Linked DNA regions of Mus musculus: regions 1 and 3 are each linked to region 2. The links are chromatin contacts, called in public HiChIP or PLAC-seq maps. All regions are on one chromosome and are shown on one strand. Each heading gives the region's core, a stretch centred on a gene start, on an enhancer-like site or on the middle of the called end of the contact. The rest is flanking DNA. Distances are from core to core; before and after follow the strand shown.

Region 1 (3,139 bases), core at 342-2,841, 380 kb before region 2:
CTCTGTGGTGATGTAGTTTTTATAGCAACATTCTCCTTTACAAGGATGTAATATAATGGAAATAGAAGGCCCATCGTACAACTGAGCAACTCGGTGGCCATGGCCTTGAATTTCTAAACAAAGTAGGTAAGAATAAGAATTTTTTTCTTCATATCTGCACTGCCTCCGGTATTTTGTTATAACACAAAGCTGACTAGTATTAATATTTAGTCATTATGTTACTGTTCAGTCCTCTGTCAACAGCAGGATCTCTTGCTGGTTTACTTTTTCTATTCATGTTTCAGTTCTCAGGGTGAATAGATACAGAATTCCCTAACTTAAAATCCTGTTATATATTTTTAGAAAAAAAAAGTCAGGGACATTTAATATACAGACCAAGTTTAGTAGGGAAATATTAGTTCTATCAATATCTGAAGGATTTCCCAGTAGAGAGATTAATGTGTTCTGACAACAAAGCCCTATGGTGGAGGCTGTAGGAAAATGCTAACTAATAGAAAAGAATATTGCAACCATTTAACTATGTAATAAGAACTGCTTTGGGAGGAAATGATAGGAGTGTTCAAGCAAAGAGTGAGTAATAAACCACAGGAGATTGAACCACACAGGCTTGTGCATCAGAAAAGAGTTAGACCAAGTGACCTAGATCTGTGATGATCCTACGTCTCCTAACAGGTTGATCTTAGAATCCCAGGATAATTTGAAATATATACTGAAGTTGAGAGAGACTTTGATAATTACCTGCCTGGTATATTTTACACAGTAATTTATATATGAATTGTCAGTCATCCTTATCACAGGATGATTGAGAAATTCCAGGTGACTTCATTTACGACACACATTTGCAAGGTGCTTACTATGTGGCATGTATTTTGTATCTAAGTTTTAAAGGACAGTGATGCTCAGGATACAGTTGCTGCCCTCTGGAGCATGCGCTGTGCTCAAGGGTAAGGATAAGGCTGAAGACTGAAGAAAAGGAGGATTGTGAGAAAGGCAGATGTGTGGCAAAGCACTCCAACTTCTCTCTTGCCTTTTCCTCTAGGGAACCTTTTTAAGTCTTCTTTAAGTTTCCCTAAGACACTTGGCAGGACCTCTAGGACCAGATTAGAGAGGAAGCTGGGATGGGATGGAATCTTTGCTCCCTAGAATGTGAGCAGTGGATTTCTTCTACCAGTTGCTTCTCTCATGCAAGAAGTATGTGCATGTGTTTGTGTATGTGTGTGTGTGTGTGGGGGGATAAGACCACTTTACAAAATAGATGTTAAATAAATATACAATAAAAATATAGATCAGATTATGAATAGTCGTTATGAAACCCTGCTCTATATTACCTAGGAGAAAAGGGACATAAAATCATCTTTCTGAGTCAGGTGTTTATGAATTTCCAAAGACCAGACTGCATATTTCTCTAAACCCCCAGTATTTCTACCGCAAAACAGATTCTTGGAAGTGAAACAGGCCTGTTAAAAACTCTTTTTTATGCAATGAAGGATGTAAGGAAATTGGAGAAAGTTCAAAGAAGAAGAACACGAATGATTAAGGGGCTGAGAGCATGATTTATGTTGAATGATTAAAAGGATTAAAATGCAGATCTTGGCCAGTGCTACAGACTCAGCTATAAAAGAAAACTCAAAATTAAGTGCCAAAGCTCCTAGCTCCCATGAAAAATACAAATTTGCATATAATTTGGCACATATTTCTACTCAGAGTTCAGCAGACCCTTACTGAGGCAATGTACACAGTGCCAAAACCACTAGTCGATTTGGTCAGTTGAAAGTGCAGTCTGATGATATCAGGAAAAACTTGCCATTTGATGGATTGAGGAGACAGGGGAACTCCACTGTTCCCACCCAGGACCATCATGTGCAAAGAAGACAAAACAAAGTAACCTATCACAATGTACCCAAGTATCACAGAGCAAAATCTCCCCTAAAGTAAATAGCTGGAGTGTGCAGACCCATGGGACCAGAACAGCCACTTGGGTCTGGATTATTGTCTTCATGAGGAAATTTTAGCCAAAAGCTGACTGATCTTCTTGTCTCTCAAATGAAGCCTGTGATTCAGCAATGAGGAAAGGAGGCATGTGTGGAACCGGCTCTTCTCAGAACTGCCTATCTCCCAAGAAGGGAGAAAGGAGATGGGTCAAAGGAAGCTGTGTAGACACATGTAAGGAGAAAGCCAACTGATAGCGTTTAGAATTATAAAAACACATTTTAGTGAAAATTTTATTTTTCTTAAATATAGCTTTCTGTGGCTATCAGTTTTCCTTCACTTGTATTGTCTGGGTAATTTTCTTGTTTTCAAGGGAGGAAAACTAAAACATAAATAGAGGAATCATTATGGTAAATGCTGTTAAGGCGCCACAGCTTGCCTTGGCACTTAACTCAGTCTGAATAGTTTAGGCTTAGAGCCTCCAGCTTCCTTTTCAGTGCTTCTTCTTGTTGATGACATACCAGTGTCATATTTTCCACCTTACCCATTTTCTAATGGAAACGTCAGTGATGGTTACATTCAGACTCTTGTACAAGGTTGGTCTTCTAAGTTGCCTCTTGGATAGATAGACTGTACCCATTTCTCTCCTCCACCAGCCCTAATGGTCACTATTTTAAACTGACCTTCCAAACTTTTGCTTCCATTTTTTTTTTCCACTTCTGGGAAGTGAACTGAGGATCTTGAACAAGGTTGACATTGGGGCAACCACTGACCTCTATCTCCAGCCCCACCCCCTCCTCCCCCTCCTCCTCCTCCCCGTCCTCCTCCTCCTCTCTTCCTCCTCCTCCTCCTTCTTCTTCTGTGGGAATGGATTCATTTTTTTCACCTTTCAAACATTTTATGCCCATATTTAAAATGCTCAGCATAAAGATTTAATGTAGAAAATTGTTACTGCCTAAAATTCTAACAAATAAAAAAATTTCTATGCTATACATATATATTCTGCTTCCTTTTTTATTATCTGTTCCCCTTGCTTTTATTTTTCTTTAATTAATTTATTTTTTAAATATTTATTTATTATTATATGTAAGTACACCGTAGCTGTCTTCAGACACACCAGAAAAGGGCGTCAGGTCTCATTACGGATGGTTGTGAGCCACCATGTGGTTGCGGGGATTTGAATTCAGGACCTTCTGAAGAGCAGTCAGTG
Region 2 (2,921 bases), core at 343-2,842:
CAGCCAGGGAGTGCAGGATCCTGAGCAATGCTGTAAGTATGTCTTTGAGATCAGCAGGGACTTTTTGCTTACATGTCAAGTAGATGGCCTAATTTCCCACCTTCAAAACATTCCCACTCAGCCTATATGGCCTATGACTAGGCATATATCCATCTCCCAGGTCTCTTGCATAGGAAAGAGGAGACACTTCAACTTAATCAAAAAGGGCAGCATTTCCAGCAATAATGGTAGAAGCAAAGGGTTGGCACTGGGTGACAGGTTTATTGTTGGAGAGTTGAGCCTGTAGGAGGTAGTGTTTAGGACAAGAGGTCATCTCCAGAGTTAGGGCACCCAGTCTTGTCCTCTAAAGTACAAAATAAACTCTTCTTAAAATGTGGATCAGTGCTGGCCCCACAGTACACTTACTGGTCCGTGGGAAGCATCTCCAAATTGGTGGGCATCGAGTAATGGATTTTTATCTGAGGTTATGCACTAATAATTAATACCATGAGACACTGAAGCTTACTAGTCATACTCTGCCAACTTTATAATGTATGTAAAATATAACAGAGGGTAAATAGGACATATATGTGTGTGTTGAAATATCATACTAAAACCTATTATTTTGTACTAATATACACTGGTTGCAAAAGAAAAAAAAAGAGAGAGAGAGAGACAGAAGGGATGGCTCACTCCACTGGCTGCTCTTGCACAGGACTTGGGTTCAGTTCCCAGCACCAACAGGGCAGCTCATGACCATCTGTAACTCAGTCTCAGGAAATGGATCCAATGCCTTTTCCTGGCCTCTGTGAGCACACAGTGCACAGACATGCAGGCAAATAGACACACATAAAATAAATCTTTAAAAAAAAAAAAAAAAGAAAGAAATTCACGATGGCCCATTACTTTCTAAATTCAACAAAATGGTTCAAGTTCAATGGTTTCATAAATATATTTAACCCTCCTTCTCCTAAGGAAACTCAGAGTTTGGATACCAGCCCTGTTGCTTGGCAGTTATAGCTTTGGGAAAGGTCAACTTCTATACAATTGAGATAGATAGATAGATAGATAGATAGATAGATAGATAGATAGATAGATAGATAGATAGATAGATAAATTTATTTCTACCTCATATGGTGTTATGAAGATTAAATGGCATAAAATATCCAAAGTAGTTGTAACTATGTCTACATTCTAGAAACTACTCAGTCAGAAACACACAATTTCTTGACGTGGAGTTTTCTAAAATGTCATTTCTCTCCAGGAGTCTTTTCCCACACCATAACCCACTGGTCTCTGGGAAGAATCTCTGAGTGAGCCTAACAACGTCCTATACGGATGTGAAACAGTACCAGGCAACTCACTGTTGCAACAAAACAAAACAAAGTGACCGTTTGTGCTGTCTCATTTCAATGGCAGATCCAAACAGTATCTGTGCCACTTCTCCTTCGGAATTCTAAAAATGTGGAAAGCCCCAGTAATCAAACACCCTAAGAGAATGACTCAGCTGAAAGCCTGGATCTGCTCCAATCTAAGATCTGAGAAGACCTAGCTTATGCCCTGCCTCTGACACACAGGGACTTTCCTCCTGCCTCTGACCTGTGTCTTGTAACTGACCTTCAGCTTCAACTTCACAGCTATGTGGTCAATGTCCCTTGAAATGTCCACTCAGTCTGAATCAATTATTCATCAGCTTCCTAGGTGGTGCTGTGATGCAGTTGCCAAGTATGCCCTAATAAACATCTTGGTTACAGGAATGGGTTCGGTCTGACAATGCTAGAGTTGCATATATCCTTTCCAGGCACTATTATGGGCAATGATCCCCTCACCCCCACCATCACCACCACTTCAATGGTCAGTTAGTTTTACTGGAATGCTGTTGCTCTGTTCCACCTCAGAGAGCTGGAGACTTTTGTAGAATGGACAAATGTAAAATATCTACACAGTCTTGCTTCATGTCCCTCCAAGGGAAATAGGGGTCTGCTTCCAAAATACATGGACTGCAGCATCTTGGAGGCTTTAGTTGGAGAAAGAATAATGGCCTTCCTCCTGGGAAATTCCTGGTGAATTGGCATCATTGGAATTTCTTCAGCCAGCTGTCTTAATGACCCATACACCCCCCCCCCAAGATATCACTGTGTTAATTATATAGACTGAGCATATTTGAGATGATAATAATAGCATTACCCTCTGTTGACATGTCATTTCGGTTTCCTCTTACCTTTTGCACTATATATGCACATTGGAGTGTATGTCTGCGGGTGGGGGGTAGGGTGGTTGTATTCAGGCTCAAAAAAGTCTCCACAGTATATAATCTGTTCATTTTGAGTCAGTTACAGCCTACTCCTTAAATCATTTCCTTAATTGGTTCCTGATCTCCTTACTAATCACTGGCTGATGCACAATACTGCCACCTTCAGGTAGTTCTAGGAAATACCATTTGATAAGGGGGAAAAAATGTTAACATTGGTATGAGGCTGGAGTGAGTACCCACAAGAAATGGACAAAACAATATTTGTTTGCATTGCAAGCTGGGAAAGAAAGGACTGTGCTGTTGGGATGTCCCAACAATTGTGAGGAGGGAATTTTGGTTGTTTTAAGGGAAGCAAAGTAAAAGCAGGCATTTGTGAGAGTTCTTGGGGGTTTCCATGAGAGTGGGATGAGCGTCCCAGCTCCAAATGCTTAAGGAGCTGCTACTCAGAAATGAAATGTCAGCTGGCATAGCTTTCTCACTGTTGGCCACACTGCCTGAGATATGTGTGTTTCTGCGGACGTGCTTTTTGTCACCAAGGTCACTTTGAGGTCCTTCTGCCTCCTGGTTTTCTTTTGTGTCTGAATGTCACCAGTGTTCTTTCTGATGATCCCACATTAGTGTGCAATCAAAAGACATTTTTGTCCCACTCAGTGGGACTGCAAATGAATGGTGCAGCTCACAGAAGCCT
Region 3 (2,793 bases), core at 7-2,506, 470 kb before region 2:
TGAAAGCTAAGAAGGAGCCAGAGTAACTTTGAGAACCAGGAAGATAAAACCATGAACACAAGAATATGCTTAGCTACACATGATAGGGAAACCCAGGGGCTAAGTAAGATACAAAGAAAGAGTCAGCCATACTAGCTTAAGGCTAAAGTTTCACAAAATACTGTCAGGATGGTAGCAGTGGTGATATCTACACTATTTATCAGTAGATGACTTGACATAAACAGGCATGATGAGAATCCATTGGAGTTTTAGAACATTGTAAATGCCATGCTGATTCCACTTGCAGGAGAGTGTTCTCTTATAGGGAACTTCTCTGTTCTTGGGTGCCATCATATTTATCAGAAACAGAAGTTGTGAGAGAAATTGATGGGACTCTTAAGAATATAGACACTGAGTTCTTCAGACGCCCACGTCTTCAGTTTTTTCTTCTGTGCAGAGAATCCTAGCACTCTTAGTATTTGTGAATGTATTTAGATTTTGACTTCCTAGTATAGTCTGAAAAAAAGTCCTGTAGGGACCAATGTAAGTGCAGTTCTGTCTAGAATTAGAACATTGGCTAAACTCTCTCTACATACACGTCTCTTGCATCAGCTAGCAACAATGTGTGTTGATTAGGTTCCCACGAGGCAGGCCTGAGTTCATGCTGAGCATCCAGGGATGAACAAAACCACACTGACCTCTTCCTTCAGGAGACAAGGGCCAGTGAACATAATACCCATGTTTCAAGCCATCGATTTAATAATCAATTATTGATGCACCAAGTACTATGAAGACATTAGGACCTAAGATTATGTCTAGGTCCTTAAGGAATAAAAGACGAAGGTTTTGTAGAGGGACAGAAAGTATGAAGCTACCACCTTCAGACTGTCTATGTTAAATAAAAATGCAGTTTCAAAATATTTCGACTTAATAATTTAGAAGAAACCCATTTAGATGTCTCATCATCAAACAGGTCTGTTAGCACAGAAAGAATGAGATAGTGCCTCAGAGCCTTCGAAGGGAAGACTGACAGACCACAGATGAGCAGCCAGTATGTCATGTGTCACTGTAACATGGCGAGGTCCTTTGCCTTGACTTAAGGATGCCTCGAGTTGTATAAACGCTGGTGAGTGTTATAGTCTCGGAGTAAGCATTTCACTGGAAACAGTACAAGCTTAGTGTTTGGTAAGGCCTAAGGCTCTGGCAAGGAGAGATGTGTTCCTAAACATGCCACACTCACTGTTAGTGAGGAAGCACGTGTGAGAGCCAGTGTGTGATTTGTACTTTACCTCAGTATTGACTCATGAGACCTATGAGGCCGCTATATGTATTCTGTTATCTCATGGACTAGAAGTTAGTCCCAGGGTCATAATAAAAGAAGGGGGAGGCATATGCCAGCTGAGCAGTAATGGGAGGTATAGGCTAAATCTGAAAGAAACATTATTGGAATGTTTTCTATTTAGTATTTTTCTTTAATGATGTTAAGAAGGGCATCCTCTTGAGGAAACAAATGGCTTTTGCAGATGACACTGTAAAGGACACTAAAACACAAATTAGAAAAACACATATAAGCCTCAAGTATTTTCACTTAAAGGCTGATAACAGAATAAGATTCATCTTCGAAAAATGCAGACTAATAGTAACAATACATTTGGGAAAAGAAAAATAATCTACAATGCAGATACTCAGCCAGTGAGTAGGCGAGCTCTGGCTGGAATACCAAGCCAGCTACAGGGTGAACAATGTCTGTGTTTGCAATGTGATACTACAGCAAAGCAACCCAGAAGTCTGAGTGCGGCATCCATGGGCAATCCAGAGAAACAGCAGGAGGCTTTGACAGCAAGCAGAACAAGTCACTATTTCCCAGAATGGGTTTGTTGACATTTTCATAACTTTATGTTTGTAAATATCAACACCAAGTAGATAGATAAGTTCACATGTTTTACAGTGTAAAAGGAGATGCCACAGTTAGTACTAAAGAAGAAGACATGTTATTCTTCCTGACAGGGTATTTTAAAAACTGGCCAAATGTTTCATTGCGGAGTGATGACTAATGAGTAGAATACTGGCCATCAGGTTTCTTCCCTCCACTGTTCTCCAGGGACAAAGATGAAACCAGGAAACAAAGGAAGGAAGATGTCTAAAGATGGCTTACAAGTTGACTGTAACTGATAAATAGTTTATAAAATTGGCCAGAACCCTATAGAACCAGATCTTTCTTGGGAATTTGTAAATATCTTTGAGTATGTCTAGAGTGTTCATAAACTGATTCTCAAAACACATGCATCTATGAATGAATCCTTAGTAAATGTGCTGGATCATTTGTGGAGTATTATCACTATTCAACTGCTTTTCATAAGGATTCAACTATGTTTATTAATTTAATGAGTGATTTATAATTGCTATTTCTCCTGGTTGGAAAGATTATAGAAAATTGTTAGGGATTACTAACTGCTAACATTCATGCACCTTATAACCACAGTAAAGCTCTGGACCTCACATGGAAGGACAAGGCTACATTAATCATAACTGGACTCTAAGCTAAAGCAACTCTGGGCATTCCTTAGAATTTATCTTAACATAGACTTAAAAATGAAATGATCTCCTAAGGCACTATGTAAAATTAAGAACGCATAGTGTTATAATAAGTGTCATTTTTAAGGCTAGTGTACCTTTGAGAAATTTTAGTATTTTTGTTACTACTGTAAGACAAAAGTCTTGATTAGAACACAGTTCTGTTTTATTGGATCCTAGGTAATCTGGTGTTTAAATAACAAAATTTAGCTGTTAGGTCATCGGCTTTCTCATAAATGA

Evidence for each region. HiChIP or PLAC-seq counts read pairs in DNA pulled down with a chosen protein or histone mark.
Region 1: a contact with region 2 is called in a CTCF HiChIP or PLAC-seq map of the NIH/3T3 cell line, with 8 read pairs. The contact joins two enhancer-like sites. A contact is called at or near these places in 1 of 15 datasets of contacts at CTCF or cohesin (the NIH/3T3 cell line) and 1 of 115 datasets of contacts at active chromatin or transcription factors (embryonic stem cells).
Region 3: a CTCF HiChIP or PLAC-seq map of the NIH/3T3 cell line shows a contact between it and region 2, with 7 read pairs. The contact joins two enhancer-like sites. A contact is called at or near these places in 1 of 15 datasets of contacts at CTCF or cohesin (the NIH/3T3 cell line), 3 of 484 Hi-C or Micro-C datasets (the C2C12 cell line, the MC38 cell line and adipose-derived mesenchymal stem cells) and 2 of 115 datasets of contacts at active chromatin or transcription factors (embryonic fibroblasts and vascular smooth muscle cells).

Annotation. Positions count from the first base shown.
Region 1 is chr8:31,748,678-31,751,816 of GRCm38.p6, reverse strand. No RefSeq gene overlaps it. Among named protein-coding and RNA genes, the nearest start is that of Nrg1, 170 kb to the left of the region's middle. Within about 2 kb of position 1,591, at least 20 of the 459 cell types and tissues checked have an H3K27ac peak or open chromatin away from gene starts, as enhancers often do. A contact at or near this core is called in the NIH/3T3 cell line, where this site is marked.
Region 2 is chr8:31,372,017-31,374,937 of GRCm38.p6, reverse strand. All of the region lies in intron 1 of 7420700N18Rik (RIKEN cDNA 7420700N18 gene), which reads right to left. Among named protein-coding and RNA genes, the nearest start is that of 7420700N18Rik, 5.7 kb to the right of the region's middle. Within about 2 kb of position 1,592, at least 78 of the 459 cell types and tissues checked have an H3K27ac peak or open chromatin away from gene starts, as enhancers often do. A contact at or near this core is called in the C2C12 cell line, the NIH/3T3 cell line, adipose-derived mesenchymal stem cells and 1 more, where this site is marked.
Region 3 is chr8:31,841,299-31,844,091 of GRCm38.p6, reverse strand. The region is part of intron 2 of Nrg1 (neuregulin 1); the gene reads left to right. Among named protein-coding and RNA genes, the nearest start is that of Nrg1, 76 kb to the left of the region's middle. Within about 2 kb of position 1,256, at least 32 of the 459 cell types and tissues checked have an H3K27ac peak or open chromatin away from gene starts, as enhancers often do. A contact at or near this core is called in the C2C12 cell line, the NIH/3T3 cell line, adipose-derived mesenchymal stem cells and 1 more, where this site is marked.